Regions from separate parts of the Anser cygnoides genome. Here region 2 is linked to region 1. A link is a contact called in public Hi-C data. All regions are on one chromosome and are shown on one strand. The core of a region is the stretch at or near the end of the contact, and the rest is flanking DNA. Distances in the headings are between cores, read along the strand shown. Region 1 holds the start of MRPL48 (mitochondrial ribosomal protein L48). Region 2 overlaps SLCO2B1 (solute carrier organic anion transporter family member 2B1).

Region 1 (6,341 bases), core at 476-2,975:
CATGAACAGGAGCATCTGCCCAGCCAAGAAAGGGGAAACAGGAGAAAAGGTTAGGGGAAAAAAAAGGTATAGGTGGAAGCGCAACAGCACGCGCTGGGGTTATTTAACCAGCCAAAATGTGACTGACAAAAAAAAATCAAAAGGAGACGTGAACACTCAAATGTGAAATATTTATGTAGATAAAGTTTGTCTTGCATGGGATTGATGAGAAGCCTTACCTGCAGCACACAGACGGCTTTCTCGGGGTGTTGCTGCTCTGTAGGAAACAAGACAATTATTATCTGTAGGAAACAAGATAATCATTAAAACTCCAATCTCACACAGCTATGGAAACGCTACATATCTGGCCGATCTCCGCAAAGCCTCAAATCCATCAGCCACGGATCAGATCCTGCTATCAGAGACTCTCTCCTGTCCTCATCCTAGAGGTCTTTCACCTCCCTGATTTCAGCTGAAAGTCTTCCCTCCACAATCAGAAAACTTTCCTTATCAAGAAGTACTTTTTAAAATCGCGTATGTCTTCTGACCCAGTCTGTAGCAGCGATCAAGTGTTCTTAACCCCTTATGCTGTGTTTTGTTTAACAGATTTGATTTCAAACCACTCACCTGCTAAGAGCGAACACCTGCTTCAGCAGCATTCCCTTCTTCAGGCACAGCACCTGCACCGCAGTCACAAAGCAAGCTCGGTGAATTTTCAGCGGCGCCTCCCAGAACATACCCCTCGAAACAACACCCCAAACCCTCCGAACGCGCCAACAAACCTCCCGATCCACCCACGGCTACCGCTCCCCACAACACCACCGCCACGCAGAGGGAAGTGACAAAGGAGGAGGGTGATGGTGACTACGACGAGGTTCTCCCGCACCCCCCTCACCTTCCTTTGAAGGAGTCGGGGTTGGAGATCCTCCTCCCTGCGGTTACAGATCCCACTCGCCCCTCGCACCGCCCCAACGTCTCCGGGCTACAACGGTCACGCGAACAACCCTTGCGCTTGCCCCAGCTCCGCGCGGACCAGCGACAACGCAGCTCGGCCATGGCGGAGCGAAAAAGGGAGCGTTGCTCTGCCGTCACCACAGCCCTGGTGGGCTGCATCTGGTTGACACCCTCGCCTCGCCACCAGAGAGATACGGCGTGGGGAGGACCGGAGAGCTGAAGGGTCCCCGATGGTGGTGACAGGGCTGGGGGCTGTCCTGGACCCTGTGGCACTGGGGTGGTCCCTGGGCTCCCAGGGAGGGGTGGGGAGGCCCTACACCTCCAGACCCATCACCAGTAACAGAATCTGGGCCTGTCACAGAATCATTAAGGTTGGAAAAGCTCTCCAAGATCATCTGGCCCAACACCCCCCTACCACCACTGTCCCCCACCAAACCATGTCCCCAAGCACCACGTCCAGCCTTGCCTTGAACACCCCCAGGGACGGGGACTCCACCACCTCCCTGGGCAACCCGTCCCAACGCCTGACGGCCCTTTCTGAGAAGAAATGTCTCCTCATTTCTCCTAATTTCCGACCTAATCCACCTCCCACCCCATTACCTTGGACCCCGCCGCGCTCATCCCCACAGAGCCGCGTCCGCCGCCCAAAGCGCTCCCCCCGCACCCCGCGGCCCCCGCCCCGCGTTCCGCCGCCTGTCCCCTTTCCTTTTGGGGCGTTATAGGGCGAAACCCCGGCGGTGGGGGAGCCGCAGGGGGATGGAGGAGGGATGGCGGCAGGCAGCGGGGGCTGCGTGGGGAAAATGTCTGCTTGTGCTGACGGGGGAGGGCAGAGACCGCCATAACGGGCATTTGTACAGCGCAGGAGCAAACAGGGGACACTCCTGCTGCGTAGAAGGGAAAACACACTATCCCTGTCCCTATCTTTGTCCCTGTTTTTGTCTCTGTCCCTGTCTTTGTCTTTGTTCCTATCCCTGTCTTTGTCCCTATCCCTGTCCTTGCCCCCACACCAGGGCCAGCGCAGCGCACCCAACCCTGCCCGCTCGCCGCTTCGCCTCGCTACCCGCCGCCCGCCCCCGCGGTCTGATTGGCCCTCCTCCTCGCTTCTTGCAGCGTGATTGGCCTTCCCCTCTCTTCTCGCAATCCGATTGGTTCTCTGCTGTGTCCATCAATACCAGCCGGACGCCGTTGCGTCGCGGCTCGGCGGCCATGTTGAGTGTGGCACGCTGAGCGCAGCCAGCCAGGCCCCGCCCCAGCGCCGAGCGGCGGCCATCTTGAGTGTGGCCCGCGCGGCGGCGGCCATGTTAGGGCGGCGCAGGGGCGCTGTGAGGGGAGCGGGGCTGTGGGGCTGGCAGCCATGGGGTCGTCCCTGTCAGCCCTCAGGCGGCCCAGCTCCGTCCCCTCCGGCTGTAGGATCACAGCCAGCACCCAGCAGGCTCCCCCCAGGCTCCTTCTCCTGCCTGAAGGGCGCTTGGGGTCGTCCTGGGCTGAGGGGATGCTCCTAAAGCTATCGGGGGCAGCCCTGCTGCCCAGAGCACAGAAAAGTTTTATTTTTAGTGCTTGCAGAGGCAGGACCGGACCTTAGCCCTTAGTAAACATCCACGTAGCAGTTACAGGGTCAGCTGTGTCCACGCTGGCAGGAGGCCAGGGGCCTCGAGCCTGAAGGAGGAGGATTGAACGGCACTGGGGGCCTGCAGCAGGCACGCGTGTGGCCTGTGGGAGAAATAAACACGATTTTATTTTTTTTTGAAGCAGGGTGCTCTGCTGAGGTAAATCCTGCCTTACTGCCCGCACTTTTACCCCTGTTTCTGTCCCTCTCAAGGCAATTCCCTAAAATATTTTAAATGGAAAGAGTGGGGCTGGCAGGAGCCTCTCTGATTTATATATAATGCCTGTTTATCGCTGAGGGGAGGTAGGCGAGGAGGTCTGCCTGGAAAAAACAACACAGTCACACCTTGATTCCTCTTAAACAACAGCAAAGAAAGGTATCAGCTCCTTACAGTTTAATGGAACTGAAGAGACCCTCGCAGGGTCTTGGCTGTCCCTGGCACCCTTCTTAGCCCTCTGCTGCTCCTCTTTTTCACCAACCCAAACCTTAATTTCCCCGAAGCTCTTCCCCACACTTCAACCTGGCCCCAATTTCCCCGTTCTTGCCTGGCAGACGCTCCTGGGGCTGAGCCCCCATCTCAGCGCCCTCCCTCCCGGGCAGCAGCTGCCTGGCAGCGTGGTTTCAGGGCAGGATTTAAAGCCCCGCGGACCGATCGCTGCCCCGATCGCTTTTGGCTGGAGCTGGCAGGGCTCCTGATGGACTTTCTCACTCTCTCTTTAGAGTTTCATCAGCGTTCGTTGGCACGGCAAATCTCCGCAGCCGAGCAGACTCGCGTGTCTGCTTCCTGCTCCGTCATCCACCCTGCCGGCCCCTGCCCTCGCTTGCTGAGCGCACGGAGCTCCCAACGCGCCCTCGACACCCCCAGGTATGCATGGAGGGAGGAGGAGAAAGGTGAGAGAACAAGGTCCACGCAAAAACAGAGCCCAGGTGGGCTTTATGCCGTGCGCAGGGCTGTTCTGTCCCCTCCACCCACGGTCTGGGCTCAGCACCACCTTCGCGTTCAGCCTGCCTGCTTTGCGAGGACGCGGGCTCCCAGACCTGAGCCGTGTTTTCGTGGCACTCCCTGGACACGACAAAGCTGCTCGTGTGGACCAGATGTTGTCCTGCCCTTTGATCACTCCTCCGCAGCCCCAGGCAGGGCCACCTTGGCAGTGACGCTTGTTTGATAACCCCAAGGCGCTTTCAGCGAGGAGCGCTGCTGGAGTTTGAGCTGGGTTCAGACCTACGCTCCCATTCCAGGAGGGCTGGGCTTCTCCTCGGGTAAACTTTGAAGCCGTGGACGCAAGGCCGTGCTTGAGGAGGGACGGCTGTGCCTCGAGGGGAATTAACCGACCCCATTAATTTACGGGGTGAGGCCGTGACAAGCGCTGCAATTACGAGCGTGTCGTGCCCACGATGGTGCTTTATTCCATGGCCTCAAATGCTGGATGTTCCTGGAGGGGAGCTATAACCCCCCTCGATTCCCTTTAATACCTCTCCCCTCATGGGCACTAACCTTTTGGCCATCCACGACACATTTCTGAGCATGGAGCATTGCCCCAGACCGAGCTCGGGGTACAGCAATCCCTGCGAAACACACAACAGGAATCCCCCCCCATCTCCTAGCGGCCTACACGTCTCAGGGAAACAAAGAGTCCACCCCTTAATTGCAGAGTTTCCACGAGGTCTGCCTCAGACTGATGAATTTTAAGGCCAAAAGGGACTGTTAAATGACGTAATCTGGTTTCCTGCAGGTTGCAGGCTATAGATTGCCGCAGCCTTACAGCTGTATGGAAGCAGATCACCCCGGGTTTGACGAAAGCATCTTTCTCACAAAGGCTCCTGCTCTTGATTTCGCCTGGATACAAAGAGAGCTCTGCTCCTGGCAGCTTGTTCTGCCAGCCGAGAGCGCACTCAGTTAAAAACGCGGCCCTTATTTCCACCGTGAACGTGCCCCGGCTCCTGCTCCCAGCCGCCGCTTCTTGTCGTGCCTTTCTTTGCCTCGTGAATCGTTTCCGAGCCAGGTAACCCAACACCTGCTGAGGCTGTTTCCAGGAGCGGAGCCTGCTTTGCTTTTTTTTTTTTTTGTGACTGTTGGAAAAAGAAACAAAGGTTTTCGCATTGTTCCTTTCCCCCGGTGGGGGACTAAACCCAAAACTCTGTAACCCCCTTCTCTGTACATCCTCCCTTCTCTGTTTCTAAAAAACCAGAGGCTTAGGGCCACCTGTAGGGCCTGCAGGAGTCGGTGGACGATCTCCCGTGGCTTCGATGAGCGGAGCAGGTCCCTCAACTGCTGGATCTCCGAATCCTCATCTCGGTCCCCTGCCAGTCCCTCAGGCCGAAACCGCTCGGGCAGGCAGTACGAAGCGTTTACTTTGCCCGCCATAAAGGGATGCGGAGCCCGAGCAGGGCTTTTGGACAGAGCAGCCATCAAAATAATCGTTAGCAGCAGTCAAGATTCATCCCTGGTGGAGAGCCTTTCCCCGGGAGCAGAGGGAAAGGTCCCGGAATCCATCCAGGCACGTAAACAAGGGCAATACACAGATTTAAAATGATGTTGAAATGATTTAAGTCAAGCCTCTGCCGGTCTAAACGTCCTTTCCTCATCACGTCAGAGAGCAGATGTAACGACCAGCGCTGCCCAAGGAGCGGTCCCAGATGCCGAGCGCAGAGCAGAACGCGACCTCCTGCCTATTAAAGCCTCCCTGAATTTAACCACCAAACTTAAACTTATTTAAATTTTAAATTTAGATTTAAATTTAACCACCAAAGGCACGTTTTCTCTTTCAGTTCCCTGGCAGTTCGAGGCCTGGAAGAGAAAAAAAACGACTCGGGAGCGGTTAATGGCGTTAAGGGAATACAAATTAAATAATCAGAAATGGAAAGGACAAACTAGGTTTTTTTGAAAACACCTCCTAATCCCGCGCCTGGGCTGCGGGTGCTGCTCGGGGTGGGATTCGTGGCAAAACCCAGGTCCCCGGAGCAGGAAGGGTCAACGAGCGTTTGCGTTCGCATCCAGAGGACGTGCCGGGAGACCCCGAAGGACGCTCACGGCCAGGACGACCTACCTGCGGGTAAATAAATAATCGCCGGGACTTTGTGCCCCCTTCAGCTCCGCGGGCCGCGTCCAAATCCGGGACAGCCTGAGGCGGCTGGGAGCCTCCTCTGCTGCTGAGCCTCGAGGGCGAGGCAGCCAAAACGGGGAGAAACGGGCAAAAAACAGCTAAAGGAGGGCTTGCCCTAGGTTAACTGGATACGGTTCATAAAAAAAAAAAGGAAAAAGGAAAAAAAAAATGGCCCAGGTTTCCCTCTTTTCCTACAAACGAAGACATTTTGATGAAACCAACTGGGGGTGGCAGCTTCCTGGAGGAGCCTCTGGAGACGTTTTGGGCCGTGTTTTTCGTTTCCTCGGGACCTGGAAGTGCCGAAGGTCACCAAGAGCTTCCTGAATTTCCGCACGCGCCGCGGCCGCGGCGTCGCTCAGGGCCCAGGCACCAGCTGAGGCGCCCGAGGAACCGCCGCGGATTTCGACAGGAGCGAGAGGCAGCGGTAGAGGCGTGAGGTTTCGGCGTCCGCTCGCAGCATCGCAGCCGGACGGCGGGGGGAGGATTCGGTGTTTCCACGCGGGGAGGGAGGCGGAGGAAGAGGAGCGCTTGGAGGAGAGTATGGGGAGCGCTTTCCGTGCAGCTCCACGCTGCTTCCAGCCGTCAGTAGGATCCAGAGTGAACACCTCCCCCCCCCGCTTCCAGCCCTCGTTAGGCTCCAGAGTGAACACCCCCAGTATCCAGGTCCCCACCATCGTTAGGCTGCAGAGTGAACACCC
Region 2 (6,354 bases), core at 1,563-4,062, 450 kb before region 1:
CTCCGTGGTGCTGGTCCATCCGCTCTTGCTGCAGTTTGGCAGCACGTCCTGGATTCATCCTGCACCTGCTGCATGTGCCACGTCCTGAGCCACCCACGGATCAAATACTTGGTGTCTTGAGCCTTTACCTCACTAAACGTGGACTTGAGGAGTGGCTGGGGAGCCTCATGACTCACCTTGGGACCCGTCATTAAGCTCCAGGCTTTGGAAAATGCTAATTTTGAAACTGAAATCATAGAATCACAGAATGTTAAGCAGCACCGGTCCCAACACCGACCCCTGAGGAACACCACTCGTTGCTGATCTCCACCTGGACATTGAGCTGCTGACCACAGCTTTTCGAGAGCAACCATCCAGCTGATGGAGCCGTGGTGTTACAATGCTGCAGAGCAGCATCAATGCAGGGAATTTCTGGCTTGAATCGTGATTCAAACAATGCAGTCCTACCTGTGATGGTGCTTGGCTCCTGACCAGCCACGAATGACCCACGGAGGAGATGAATTTGAGCTGAAAACCTGTGCCCTGGAGGCAGCCAAGCTGAGACGTGGCCGCATGCTGCTGTCGAGGCTGCTCTGGTGTGAGGAGCCCTCTCGGACCCTTCGGGCACGTCCAGGCACTCAAACCCAGGCTGAGCTTTTTTTCTCTTGGGCAATGCTCCCAGCACTTATGGAATCATGGAATCAGGTTCGGAAAGACCTTCAAGGTCACCAAGCCCAACCACCAAGCTGACCTACCGAGTCCCATCACCAAACCGTGCCCCTCAGTGCCACGTCCTCGTGTCTCTGAAATGCCCCCAGGGATGGGGACTCCACCACCTCCCTGGCCCAGTGCTCCACCACCCTCTCCTTGAAGAAATTCTCCCAAATGCTCAGTCCAAACCTCGCCTGGCACCACCTGGAACCAGAGGAGCTCTGCTTCTTGAGTTTGCCCAAAATATTATTTTTTTTTCCCCTTCCCTGGCTGGTTCTAGCACTCAGTTGCTGCACCGGGCTGGGGCTGCCCTCGCCACCAGCCCTGCCTTGCTCCAACCCTTGCTCCTCGTCCCATCATTGCCCCATGATATCACCCACAGCGTTTCCTCCTGGGTATTTATAAGCAGCTCCTCTCAGCCTGTCTTTTGCTGGCTAAGGACATTTCTCACTTCTCCTAAGCTCCACTCTCACTTCCCTGTTCTTGTCGTAGCAGCATTTCCCTGCTGATGAATCCCTCTGGCATGTGGGTGGCCGGTGCCATTCCCCCTAAGCCACTCTTACTGCAATCTCCCCAGAAGCTGGGTTTGCTTTGGTGGCTAATCCATGAGGAATGGGACCAGCTGGAAGGAGAAAGGAGCTTCTCTTGAACGGGCTAAGTCAGGGGGTAGGGAGCAAGTGAGCTGGCGTGTAGGTGCTCCTCGTGCAGCTCAGCATTGGGCTTCAAATCCACAACCAGTGATGGACACTTTGGGGTCACTTTTAGGAGTTATAGATAATACACAGCAGATGATATCTGGATTGCTCGTAGAAGACTGCTCCAGGGAACCCTTGCTCATGCTCATGCATATATGAGGTGTGAGGTTTTGCAGCATCTCCAGCTTTTTCTTCTGCAATAGCTTCCCCTTTGAAAAGCCGAGTTTTCTCATCGGAACTTGTCTGCATCTGGCAGATCCAGAGCCCCTCTGGATGCTGGCTTTTTCTCGCTTTCACGCATTTCCTCCAGATGCTCCTTGCAAATAGAAATAAATACTCAGCTCTTTAGAAGTAAATACTCAGCAAAACTCCAGCCTTTTTCTCGGTCTTTCCTTCTGCCCAAGCCTCAGAGAAGTCCAGGGCTTCAATCAGAAATATATAAATGGTTTAAAAAACCCAAATTAGGAAAACTCTGGCTTGGGATCACCTTCCTCCAGCCTGCTGTCGGCAGGTGTTTCTCTGCAGACTCGGGCACTGTGTTTGCAGAAGGAAAGGCAGCTCCCTGGTGGGAAAGGATTTTCACACCTCACTCCTTGTCTTTCCTCCTACCCTTGGGTCTCCAGCTGCTTGGAGGAGGGTGTGTTTCCTTGCTAAGCACACAGGAGGTGGTGTTAAAATAGAAAATCCCCAGCCAGGACACCAGACATCACCGTGCTGTGGCACATACCACATCTGTTTGTCTCCCTGTAAGGGACTGCAAAGCATCTTTGCTGTCTGGCACGATCCAGATGAGAGGATCGATTATTCAACATGCTGCCTAAAACCTTCCAGGGAACAAGTTAAACATGAAAAGCCTTGTGTGGTGGTTGCCTTGCGTGTCCTTGAGCTGATCTGCACTCACCCCGGTAAAACCGCCAGCACAAACAAATGCAGAGTTCACGTGGCTGGCGGTTGCAATAAGCAAGGGCAGGAGCTGCGGCGAGGCTCAACGAGGCTTCGGTTTTTGCACGGAGCAGGAGAGCTTGGGAAGCAGCAGGAGCGTGGTGGCAGCGGGGGGCTGCAGGGTCCTGACCCAGATGCTCCAGAGCCCTTGAAGATGAAACCCTGCGAGGGGCGGCTCTGATTGCACATGGCCTCATCGTTGATGTAATTTGCTGAGGTTGGAGATCTCAGCTGCAAGGCCTCCCCTCTCCTGCTGCAGCCTCTGCATTCCCTTCCCTCTGCTCTGCGGTGCCTTCCCCTCTCGCAGGTGATGGTTCCACCTCAGCCCACGCAATGGAAACTCTCTCGGTCCTGAGGTTGTGACGGTGGTGCTCACAACCACAAAAGTCTCGTGGGGACAGTCCCTGCCCTGCGCAGGGGTGATGTGCTGCCTCTGGCAAGCTGCGGGAATATCCGCATCCTCTCTGAGAAGCAGCCACCCATAACAGGCAGACCCCCCCTGCATCTTTTGGGGTGGCATGGAGGGTGCCACACTGCAGTCAGGACTTTTCTCCCTGGAGGTGGGGTGAGCACTCCCGTCTCCGTTTCGGTACGGCCAGGCGAGCTCCAAGCCCTTCCCCACGCCTTGCAGTGCTGGGGCAGGTGAGGAGCCTCCAAAAAGGCTCCAGCATCCCCTTGTCACAAACCTGGGGACCTGGGTGTCACCCTGTTCAGGTCAGAGGGGGATGGGGATGGGTCCTGGAACCTGCCTGGTCCCTCAGCACCCCTGGTCATGTCTCAGCTTTCAGCACAGATTTTCTGTTTGTTCTTCTAAATTCTGTACTTCTTAGTAACACGTTTCCTTTTATCTTTGATTCTGGGGTGCTCTCTGCCATGTGTCACCCCTGACACATCCCATTACAAGAATCACTGGGCTGGGCTGATCTCATTTTCACTTTCTTTTAGCTCGGTGGTGCAAGATGGATGCAGCTTTGGGGCGCAGCCACACATCCGTTTCCTCCCTCGGTCTTGTTCCAAGGAGGGGACGATGTGTACACAATGCCTTTTCCTCATGCTGTGTTATAAAACGTCTTCCCACCCACATTTTCTGAACCAGCTTCCCGTCTAACACAGGCACACTCACAAGCACACTGACACTGTTCCTGTTTTACCACTGCTGAGTGTAAATTGTCTAGAAATTCAGCAGTAAGAAGACAAATAACGGGATATTTGCTGGCATTTGGTCTCCCCGCTGGGCTTTAATTTGCTGTGTTGCATTTGCCGTTATTTACTGAAGCTCTGCCGAGCCCAGTGCATGCTGTCCCTCGTTCAGCTAACAAGAGCTGTGCCGCTATGAATAAAGGCATTAGGACAGGGTCATGTCCCCAGGAGCAGGACGTGACTGGGGTGTCACCGACCTTGTCCCCTGCTGTCACAGCCAGGATCATTGTGCAACTCCCAGAGAAATCAGTCGTGTTTGGGAGGTTTGGGGGTACTTCTGCTGCCCTGGTGTCAAAAAATGGTTGGTTTGGGGATAGAGGGAACATCTTAAGCCGTGCTGCAGAGGTCTATGAGATAACCTAAGGAAGCTCGGTACAGATGGGGCTTAATCCCCGACCACAGCCCCCTGCATCACAATGCTTGAGGTTGGAGGCACCTCTGGCTCCTTCTGGTCCAATGCCCTGCTCGAGGAGGGACAACCAGAGCCACGTTGGCTTTTGAAGATCTCCAAGGGGGAGACCCCAGCACGTCTCTGGGCAGGCTCCACAACCACTCTGCAGGTCTCTGGGGCTGGTGATGAGGTGTTGGGCAAGCAAGGCTGTAATTAATTGCAATTTTGTGGGTTCTGAGGACAAACCCTTCATTCAAAGCTGGAAGACTATCAGCTGATGGATCTGCCCATCAGACCTGCTCACACTTGCACCTCGCTGGTCTCCTGAACCCTGCTGCTGAGCATGGAAAGTCCCTGCATGCTTCATGGAAGGAGCAAATTTCTTGCGAGTCTACTTGCAGGCACATGAGGAAGCAATTTTCTGCTTCGTCAAGGCACAGCGCTGGTTTGAAGGTCTTCGTGTGAGGGCCAGCAACATCATCTGTGGTGATAGATCCTGCCACCTCTGCTGTCACCCTGGGTCCTTGCAGTGGTTTAATCTCCCTGGAAAATGAGTTTCACACTCCCGTGATTTGGGGGAGAAAAGGGGAAATGTGCCACTGAGAGCTCCAACGGAGAAGCCTTTGGTACAATAAATATCTCACTGGGCTGAGATAGCAGCTCTGCAGTGTGCTGGGGGTGCAAACGTGTGCAGGGGCTGTGCATGAGAGCAGCTGCAGGCACAGGCACGGCTCCTTCAGACAGCCTCCAGACAGCATCCCCTGCTCGCAAACAGCATTACGTGACACTCATTAAGCTCACCATATAAACATAGCTTGTTGTGCAAACACAGCTCAGGATAACTAATTGAGATAGGTGGGATGGCTGTGTTTGTAAACGGTGCTGGTGTTCTGCATGCACAGCATCTGCCAGAGCCTCCTCCAGCAGACCCGGGGCTGTTTCTTTCATTGCAATGCTGCGGACATGGCACGGGTGCTTGCAAAAAGGCCTTGCAAAATGCTTTTCTGGAAAGGCTCTTACTCACCCCCAGCAGCTGCAAGAGGCACCGGAGCCGTCCCTGCTCCCATCACCATGAAAACCAAGCACAGTGGCTGCAGGCAGGCTGGGGGCCCAAGGCACTGTATAGAGGGAGGTGGTATCTGTTCCCTGGCTTGTTCTTGGGGAAACTGAGTCTTACAGATTGGAGCAGCTTGCTGGGAGCTGGTCCCGGTCCTGTGCCATGGCTGCTCTGGGAGAGCCTTTGAGTCAGCCCCTGCAAAATCACGGGGTGGCACTCTGAGATTTGTTATTTCTCACCATTTCCCATCACGTTACCCATGCATGCTCCTGTGCAGAAGCCCATGGTTACATGTGTAGGGCTACCAGGAGCAGGGCTGCAATAACAATTCCTGGCTGTGCATCCTCTTCCTGGCCCCTGGAGGGTGCTCAGGCTGGCTGAAGACCAGATAGAAGCGAGTCCCCACCACCCAAACCCTGCTAGGTTTTGCCCTTTTTGCTTTCCCCTCTCCTCACTCTGACGTGGGTTTGTCTTCCGGTGTTTGCTGTCCCTTCCCTGCTCCCTTCCCTGCCACCCCCACCTGCAGGATCGTAGCACGCTGCTATCAGCAGTTTGGGTTTTTCAGTTGTCTTATCTGCCTTCATCTTTGGACTGGTTGTTGCCCTTTGTAGATAAAAAGGTTTTTTTCTGTTTCATTTTATTCTTAAAGAGTCGTTATTGGTAAACAGTTTCTAAATGCAATAGCTTTCTCTCATTTTGAACTGCTGGAAAACTTTGCAGCATTTCAGGCCTCCTTCCCCTTGGGGGTCTCAGTGGCTCACCGTGTTTAATAGGCAGCACACACTGCAAGGGAATAGGGAAATGCAAGTAGGACACCTTGCTGAAGGTGAGATGAAGGTGTGTATGGTGGGACAGAGTCAGACTTGGCTGTGCATCCGCCAAAATACTTCTACAGACCACAGGATCCCCTCTTTGCACGTAGATCTGAGTGTATCTTTGGTGATGTGGACTTGCAAAGACATTGAGGTAGCCAGGGAAAGAAGGGCATTAAGCCTATGGTGGTTAACAGCTCCGTGACCGTGCCCATTGCCAGAAATCTGGGCTCATCTTTGCCACCCTGGCACCCTGTTTCATCCTGCTGTGTCGCCCTTGATCTTTCGGGAGGTTCCAGCAGCAAACTCAGAGGCTGTAAATAATTCATCACGGTGCTGCTCCGTGAGACAGGCAATATCGGACGCCGAGGTCCGGAGACAGGCGGGTGCTTTTGCTCCTGCACTGCTTAACTCTCCAGGGGTTCGGGGGAGCTTTTCACGGATGCTTTAATTTATGATCAGATTTACTTTATTGATCCCATCCTGTATTTCGCTGTAGCAATATCTTGTCTCTTGAGATGGGGCTGAGGGCAGAGATTGCTTTTTGCAGAGGATGCCAAGAAGCTT

Evidence for each region. Hi-C and Micro-C count contacts between places; a contact is called where the count stands out from the background.
Region 2: a Hi-C map of liver shows a contact between it and region 1, with 4 times the contacts expected there. The contact joins the enhancer-like site here to the promoter of MRPL48 in region 1. A contact is called at or near these places in 2 of 7 Hi-C or Micro-C datasets (both in liver).

What each region holds. Positions count from the first base shown.
Region 1 is chr1:211,127,008-211,133,348 of Taihu_goose_T2T_genome, reverse strand. MRPL48 (mitochondrial ribosomal protein L48) reads right to left here and starts at 1,725. Exons shown (of 8, transcript XM_048047981.2): 1 at 1,534-1,725; 2 at 607-659; 3 at 219-256. The coding sequence starts at 1,554.
Region 2 is chr1:211,575,064-211,581,417 of Taihu_goose_T2T_genome, reverse strand. The region is part of intron 1 of SLCO2B1 (solute carrier organic anion transporter family member 2B1); the gene reads left to right. Among named protein-coding and RNA genes, the nearest start is that of SLCO2B1, 6.0 kb to the left of the region's middle. Within about 2 kb of position 2,812, at least 2 of the 3 cell types and tissues checked have open chromatin away from gene starts, as enhancers often do. A contact at or near this core is called in liver, where this site is marked.